Linked DNA regions of Danio rerio: regions 2 and 3 are each linked to region 1. The links are chromatin contacts, called in public Hi-C and Micro-C maps. All regions are on one chromosome and are shown on one strand. Each heading gives the region's core, a stretch centred on a gene start, on an enhancer-like site or on the middle of the called end of the contact. The rest is flanking DNA. Distances are from core to core; before and after follow the strand shown. Region 1 holds the start of mafba (MAF bZIP transcription factor Ba). Region 2 overlaps dhx35 (DEAH-box helicase 35). Region 3 overlaps dhx35 (DEAH-box helicase 35).

The links. Hi-C and Micro-C count contacts between places; a contact is called where the count stands out from the background.
Region 2: a Micro-C map of caudal fin shows a contact between it and region 1, with 12 times the contacts expected there. The contact joins the enhancer-like site here to the promoter of mafba in region 1. A contact is called at or near these places in 5 of 18 Hi-C or Micro-C datasets (caudal fin, embryo, hematopoietic stem cells and 2 more) and 3 of 4 datasets of contacts at active chromatin or transcription factors (caudal fin, embryo and pancreas).
Region 3: a contact with region 1 is called in a Hi-C map of hematopoietic stem cells, with 2.5 times the contacts expected there. The contact joins the enhancer-like site here to the promoter of mafba in region 1. A contact is called at or near these places in 2 of 18 Hi-C or Micro-C datasets (caudal fin and hematopoietic stem cells) and 1 of 4 datasets of contacts at active chromatin or transcription factors (embryo).

The regions. Positions count from the first base shown.
Region 1 is chr23:3,420,429-3,423,128 of GRCz12tu, reverse strand. It overlaps mafba (MAF bZIP transcription factor Ba), which reads left to right and starts at 1,288. Exons shown (of 1, transcript NM_131015.3): 1 at 1,288-2,700. The coding sequence starts at 1,638.
Region 2 is chr23:3,048,075-3,051,044 of GRCz12tu, reverse strand. The region is part of intron 17 of dhx35 (DEAH-box helicase 35); the gene reads right to left. Among named protein-coding and RNA genes, the nearest start is that of dhx35, 130 kb to the right of the region's middle. Within about 2 kb of position 1,559, at least 7 of the 62 cell types and tissues checked have an H3K27ac peak or open chromatin away from gene starts, as enhancers often do.
Region 3 is chr23:2,943,669-2,946,743 of GRCz12tu, reverse strand. All of the region lies in intron 17 of dhx35 (DEAH-box helicase 35), which reads right to left. Among named protein-coding and RNA genes, the nearest start is that of dhx35, 27 kb to the right of the region's middle. Within about 2 kb of position 1,408, at least 30 of the 62 cell types and tissues checked have an H3K27ac peak or open chromatin away from gene starts, as enhancers often do.

The DNA.
Region 1 (2,700 bases), core at 39-2,538:
GGTACAATAAAAGTAAGGTAAATAAAAAAGAAATAAGTGGACTTTGAAAAATGAATAAGAGCATTATACTGCGGTAATATTAATTACATTTTGTTAATTAAAATAGCTTATATCTTGTTTGAATTAATAAATCCTACTTGATATTGTGTGATATTAGTGACTTGAGCAAAACAAATATTCAAATGGCTTAAAACGCAAAGCTGCAATCAGCCCCGCTTTGACAAATGCAGAAGAAGAAAAAAAAAACACTCGTTAACTTAACGCATCGTGCATCGTTTACGCAACTCTAAAGTTAAAGGCTCTAGTATTTATTTACAGGTAAACTCACTTATTTTACATTCATATCGCCCTACATAACAGTAGAGCAGCAGCTGCGCTGGAGATGAGCGCTCAGGTGAGCGCGCAGTGAGCAGATGTGCCACATGAGGGCAGCGTTGGGCGAGTTTTCGTGAATCAAGCGTCACCAGGAGCGCAATACCAGTCCCTAAACTTAACCCGTCCTACTGAAAATCCAAAAGTCAATAAACATCACAACAACACATCAAAATCACGAGTAACGCGCGTTCTCATCCATGTAAAACGTGGTTATTATTAATGCATATTTATGCGTTCTTAACAATCATGACTTTGAATTTCTCCCTGATCTTTCATTATTTATTTTTTATGTCTACGCTAACAAAATCTTTTGATATGGTATTAACTTACATATTTATTTCGTTGAGCAGTTTTGTCAATGGATAAAGATTTACAGAGATTTAAAAGACATGTTTTGAAGTAGGCTATCGCGCATATGAGGGTTGATGTAACAACCTGCTGCTGCATGTAACAGACCGATATCTATTTATATTAAAACTCATACGTCATATAGAGGGTTTGTATTCATTTTAAAGCTCTACTAAAGTTATGCTTTGGAGTCTTAAACCTATATGTTTTGTTTTACAACTCACACAAAGGGAACAGATTTTAATGCAAGCGTATAAATGGAACAAAACTTTTTCTCTCTCTCTCTCTAAAAGAAACGTCTTGATTAAAATGTGCCCAATTAATGTACGCGTTTGACTTTTTCAACAGTACAGACAAACGGCTCCTCGTTAGGCGCGCACATCCAATCAGTCAATACACGAAATACCACTCTCGCTTTCTTCATCCCGTCAGCTGACAGCACACAAACAACCATCATTATGCTAATTCTACAAATCTGACTGGTCGCCAGCCCCTTCTGACGTCACGCGCGCGCAGGCTATAACAGCGGAGAGCGGTCTGGCGTCCTGCTACAGTCTGAATACTCAGGAGTGAGTGCGAGCTCAAATTCTCTGCGGTGCAGAGCTGGAAAAACACAGCACCCTTCCACCCCAACGCTGCTTCACTGGCTTAAGGACATATTTTGGAGTATCCGGGATCGGGACGGGAGCCCTCCTCCGGTACTCATTTTTATCTTTTATTTATGTTTTGAGTTGAAGTGCTGCGACGGGACATTGAGCGCGCGAGAGACTTGACTTTCTCCAGCGCCGCGAGTAGACTCCAAAGACTGCAGCTGTCGAGCTCTGCGCGTCCATATGAGGCAGATGTCTTTCGCGGTGCATTAGTCCTGAAAGTTTTTGGCTTTCTGTTGTTCGAGCACAATCGAGTGACACTGTATGCTCCAGCGCTCGAGCGCGCCGCGGTCGGAGACCCATCAAGAACATTGCATGCGCAAAGAGAGGGGAGAAAAAACGCCAAAGTCTGGTTTTCCCAACACTTTGCTAAAGAACAGGGGCACGATGAGCGCCGATCTCGCCATGGGGCCCGAGCTGCCCACCAGCCCGCTGGCGTTGGAATATGTCAATGACTTTGATTTAATGAAATTCGAGGTAAAGAAAGAGGCCATGGCGGCGCACGACCGCGCCAATATACGGCAGTGCAACCGCCTCCAGCCGCAGGGCTCCGTGTCCTCCACTCCTATCAGCACCCCGTGCAGCTCCGTGCCGTCCTCCCCGAGCTTCAGCCCCACAGAACAGAAGAACCACCTGGAGGAGCTGTACTGGATGCCCAGCGGCGCGTACCCGCAGCAGATCGACCCGCAGACGTTAAGCCTCACGCCCGAAGACGCGGTGGAGGCTCTGATCGGTGCCACGGCCCACGGGCACCCGCCGCCCCCTCACGTGCAGCAGCAGCTGCAAGCTGGAGCGTTTGATGGATACAGGGGCGCGCATCACCACCACGGCCACGCGCAGCAACAGCAGCAACAGCAGCCGCAGCACCATCACCATCAACACCAGTACGGCGCGATCCCCCATCACCCCGACGACCTGTCGGGTCACCCCGGCGCTCACGGCCACCACCCCCACCATCACCACCACCACCACCACAGCCAGGATCCCGACAGCCCTTCTCCTACCTCGCCCGAGCAGCTCCACCACCGCCACCACCACCATCACCACCCGCACGGCCACCCGGGTCAGCAGGGTCACCACGGCGTGGGGGGCGGCCTGAACGTGGAGGACCGCTTCTCCGACGACCAGCTTGTGACCATGTCCGTACGGGAGCTCAACCGACACCTGCGGGGCTTCACCAAGGACGAGGTGATCCGCCTGAAGCAGAAGCGCCGGACCCTGAAGAACCGGGGCTACGCGCAGTCATGCCGCTTCAAGCGCGTGCAGCAGAAGCACCTGCTGGAGAACGAGAAGACGCAGCTCATCAACCAGGTGGAGCAGCTCAAGC
Region 2 (2,970 bases), core at 310-2,809, 370 kb after region 1:
TAGAGAGGGTAGGAGAGAAACAGGGCCACTAATTAGGACAACAGAGCGTGTGTTCGCAGGCTAACAAACACACGAGCAAACATATGACAGGTAAAAAAAAAACAGTCAAGATGCACAAACAACTGAGTGTAGAGCGCCCTCTATTGACCAACAACAGCAGATCGCCTTGTCTACAGTAGCCTATAACATCAGTAGAAATGGTCGCCCAGAAAATGTAACAATTAAATAATTATTAATGTTATTTTATTATTTTATTTATTTTATTATGTTTAATTTTATTCTATTTACTTGTAAGAAACAAATTAATAAGAGATGTGTGGGAATACATAAAATAATATAGAATTAAGTGCACTTTTACATAAAAGTTTATTTATTTAATGACAAGTTGATTCCTGATTAAATTAAAGTAATTACACCAACAAACAAACACAGAGGGTTTACTTTGAAACATGTTTATTCAGACATTGATCAAATACAAAAGTAACAGCCGTCAAGATGAATTATGAGTGAAATTTTAGTGTAGACAAAAACTGAAATAGCATGTGTGTGTGTGTGTGTGTGTGTGTGTGTGTGTGTGTGTGTGTGTGTGTGTGATTATGCAATCTACTAATCCTTGCTTATTTTACATCTTCAATAAATGTACAGGGTTTTTAATTCTTAAAATAGCAAAATACATCAATGCTTGACAATTTCTTGGAAATCTCATCAAAGATAAAATATAAAAAGTTGATTTTAAAAAAGTTGTATATAATTGAAATAAATATTTTGCATATATATTGAGATATTTAAGAAACTGCCTGGAACAAAATTATGGATTTTGTTTTTATTCTGTTAAAAACATGTAATTTCATCCAAATTTAATATTAAGTTTGTCATTCAGAGCATGTTTATTTTATATTTTAACAAAATATTATTCAGACATCCTTATTATATTCATTTTTAGACTAATAAAATATAGGGTGATGTATAATAACCTAAACTTTCAATCAACAAAAGAAAAACGTTCATTTTCTGACCAGCTGTCAAGGAAAAAAGCTCTATGACAACTAAATTCTTTACTGTGTGTATATACATATATTCACATGCATACACAGACATATAAACAATTCAGTAAAAAAATCAAGCGTTAAAATGATAATATTTTATATGTGTTAATGTTTTACGTTTAAGTAGATTTTTAACTGTTTATGCTGTGCTACCAGAGTTTCAGTGCAGTTTCTTCATGTCCCGTGAACTGATCTGATCTGATAAAGACGAAGATGAACACATGAGATCATGTCAGAGAGGAAGCAGAGAGAGACTCTTCCTGGCCAGATTGCTGCTCTCCTCACACCTTTGTTTGTGCTGATGGGACGACTGAGGCCCACGGGTGTGAAACTCGCACACACACACACACACATACACGCGCGGTTTTGTTTGTTTCGCCTCATCGGATGAACAGATTGAGCTTGGAGGCGTCGTCTCACGTTTGACGTTGGTTTTGAGAAAATCACACCCCTGAGAGCCCCGGACCGGAGCGTTGACAGAGCACCTCTGATGTGTGTGTGCGCGCGGGTCTGTAAACCTCAACACCTCCTCGCTGGTCAACAGATGTCAGACGATGATGATGATGCTGCGTCTCTTACACTCCGTTAGGGTGCAAATTACTCCATATCAGGCCCTCCGACAACACGAAAACTTTGGGAATCTTCACTTCAGACGAAATGTACTGGATTTCTCCATAATGGTCTGTGTATCTTTACCTGACACCGAGTGTTCACTATATAGTGACAAACCTAAAGACAAAGCTTGTTTTGCGTTAGGATCAGACTAAATACAGTTGAGGGCAAAATTATATATATTATAAATTAAATTATATATATTTATTTATTTAATTTAAATTTTTAAAATTATTTCTCTGTGATATTTATTGGAGCACGAAAATTTTTACAAAATATTTAAATATGAATGTCTTTTTTGTTTTATTTTGACTAGAATATAGGACTAGTTTTAATTTCATACGCCTTTTAAGGTCTTCATTATTAGCCACATATTTTTTCCACTACAGAACAAACCATCTTTATACATTCATTCATTTATTTTCTTGTCAAATTAGTCCTTTTATTAATCCGGGATCACTTATCTAGCCAGTTTTTACGCAGCGGATGCCCTTCCAGCCGCAACCCATCTCTGGGACATCTTTAAACAATGACTTACCTAATTACCATAACTTGCCTAGTTAAGTTAAGCCTTTAAATTGCACTTTAAGCTGAATATCTGAAATATTTAGTCAAATATTAAGTGCTGTCATCATGGCAAAGATAAAAGAAATCAGTATCAACTTATGTTTAGAAATATTTTGAAAACAAATCTTCTACCTGTTAAACAACATATTTTAGTAGGGGGGTATAAAATAATTAAAATATAAGAGGAGGGCTAATCATTCTGACTTCATTTAAAATGCATTTTAGAAATGTCAAAATCACAGAAACTGCACACAGGATACCTTCAATTTGTCTCTAAAATCAAACAAAATGCTTTTTGTTGTTTAAACCAAAGCAATGCCAAATAAATCCTAAGTTTACTTGCAGTCACTAAAATAAATCAAAATTGTTTAATAAAATAATAACATTATTTTTTTTTCGAATTGCCATTGTTTACTTAAAACAATACAAAACAAAAACAAACCCACCACAGCTTATCTTCAATAGAGCACAAAAACCACAACAACAAGGAACACTGACACATCGTTTTAAAATGTTTCCAAAACAAGAAATGTTACATTATATTACGAAATATCACAAAACATTTATTATGTGATTCACTCACATACATTGAAACAAAACTATACAAAATATTTTGCTACAAATTTGAATTTATATATAATTTGTATCATTTACATAAATATTTTATATCTAAATATGAATAAACTTTTTTTTTTAATATACGCATGCATGTGTGAATTTATATATACATATTATATATACACAG
Region 3 (3,075 bases), core at 159-2,658, 480 kb after region 1:
TGACTCCGTCATGAGCTTGGAGAGCTGCATCTATACATCTCTACACTGACTCAAATCACTGATTAATAAAGTCATCTGGAATGGAAAAGAAAGCTTTCCTGCAGGACTCCCAGAGCTCATCAAGAGTCTTTGGATACATCTTCAATGCCTACTCCTTCATTTTACCCCAGACATGCTCAATAATGTTCGTCTCTGGTGACTGGGCTGGCCAATCCTGGAGCAGCTTGACCTTCTTTGCTTTCAGGAGCTTTGATGTGGAGGCTGAAGTATGAGAAGGAGCGCTATGTAATGGGCAGCACAAATGTCTTGATACCTCAGGCTGTTGATGTTGCCATGCACTCTGCAGATCTCTCAATGCCCCCCATACGGAATGTAACCCCAAACCATGATTTTTTCTTTACCAAACTTGACTGATTTCTGTGAGAATCTTGGGTCCATGTGGGTTCCAATAGGTCTTCTGCAGTATTTGTGATGATTGGGACGCAGATCAACAGATGATTCATGGGAAAATCGGCTTTTCTAAATGATCAACTAGAAGTCAAGTTATTATTTGTTGTTCCTACAACTGGAATCAACAGGACAGTTTCACAACTTGAGGAGTTGGGAAACATTCATATTAATAATTTAAGAAATAGTGTAGTAAATTTAATATAATTAGTTTACAACTGAACAACTACATTTTATACAATACACTAGTTTAGAGTAGTTAAAAAACTAAAGTACACTACAGTATTTATTACAGTTAATCAGTTCACTGTATTTAATACTAAAGTATGCTTGAGCATTTATTAACAAAGAGTTCTAAATACATAATTCACAGTTATGAATGCTCTACCATAAACTGTGTAAAATACACCTTACAGCACTGTGGTTCAAAATAATCATAAATAACTACAGTATTTTTAGTTCTCACTTTGTGGAACAGCGCTTTGCTACCACAGAAGAACTACTGAATATTTAAAACTAATGAGAGCATTTTATGGTCATGAAATTAGCCAGCTGCTGTCATCAACTCGATCAAGACGCAGCGTGGAGATTTCATGTATTATATCAATTATCAGCCAAACACGCACACACGCAAACACACACGCGCGCACGCTGCAGTGCAGCAGCAGCGCCATCTGCCGGCCACGGCGCGCACCTGCGTCTCCGCACACGCGCATTAATCATAACCAGAGGAGTGTAAAATTCAATTGCCTCCCTCTATCCATTTGGAGTGTAGAAGCCTGAAGGCCAGCCTTGTACTTCACCTGAGAAAGAGGGAGAGAGAGAGAGAGAGAGAGAGAGAGAGAGAGAGAGAGAGAGTAAATAAATAAATAAAGCGGCAGCAGCCTGCTCTTCATCAGGACTGCCGCGTGATAATAGATGGAGTGTCTGCGCCTTCAGAAGCTCTCTCTCCCTCTCTCTCTCTCTCCATTTAATCGGCGCGGGTCACGGTGAGCCTCGGCCGCGCGCTTCCCTCAGTCATGCTGTAAAGCACCTTTTAGGAATTGTTTCTCAATAAGAAATGATCAGTCCATTTATCTGCGGCAGACGGAACTGTCTCCTCGCACAGACCTCCAATATTTTTCGTTTGACCTGATCAGGGCAATAAACTACAGCGAGACACTTTCTATTTGTCACCGGCCCGAGAGCAGGGCGGCTGAACGACTGATTACATCCACACACACACACGCACATACACACACACACACACACACACACACACACACACACACACACACACGCACATACACACACAGGCTCAACCAGAAACACACACACAAACGCACAACCACAGACACATGGATACATGCACACACACAGACACACAGGCACAACCACACAGGCACGACCACACACACAGGCACGACCAGAAACACACACACACACACAGACACAACCACACACACAGAAACATGGACACACGCACACACACAGGCTTAACCAGAAACACACACTTGCACACACAGGCGCAACCACACACAGGCACATGGATACACACACACACACACACACACACACACAGGCACAGCCACACACACAGGCACGACCACACACACAGACACATGTAAACATACACACACAAACACACACACACAGGGACGACCAAAAACACACACACACACATAGGCAAAACCACACACACACACACACACAGACACACTTTTTTATTTTCTCTCTTACACACACACACACACACACACACACAACCACTCTGTCTAAAACATAAACTCACAGACAACAAATACACACACACACACACACACACAAACACACAGGCACAGCCACACACACAGGCACGACCACACACACAGACACATGTAAACATACACACACAAACACACACACATAGGGACGACCAGAAACACACGCACACACAGGCACAACCAGACACACACACGCACACATAGGCACAACCACACACACACGCACACATAGGCACAACCACACACACACGCGCACACACAGGCACAACCACACACACACGCACACATAGGCACAACCACACACACACACTTTTTTATTTTCTCTCTTACACACACACACACAACCACTCTGTCTAACACATAACCTCACAGACACAAATACAGACTGTCTCACACACACACAGGCTCTCTCTCTCTTACTCACACACATAATCACACACTACCTCTTACACACATGCACGTGCAGACACACAACCACACAATCTCTCTCTCACATCCATGCTCGCACACACATTATTATTAAATTTTATTATTATTGTTATTATTAAAATTCCATATTCATAAATTCATTGGAAATTTTTTTAAATTCTCCCAAAACTAGTGGTTTTTAAAGAAGAATTTGTGACGTATTTGAAGACATTAAGAAAGATGAAAGGCCAAAAAAGCAAGATATTCATCATTGGATTTTGGTTTCATGTTTAGGTATCATTAGCATTTATTTTTTGTTATATTTTGTTATTTTATTATTTATATATGTTGTATTCTTAACGAGGATGGAAAGATTGTCAATATATGCAATTTGATTGTTATCTCAGTATTTTGTGCAATTCTAAAAAAGTATTAATGCCTTTCTGTTACTGTTCAAGCATTGTTAATCAAAAAAAAG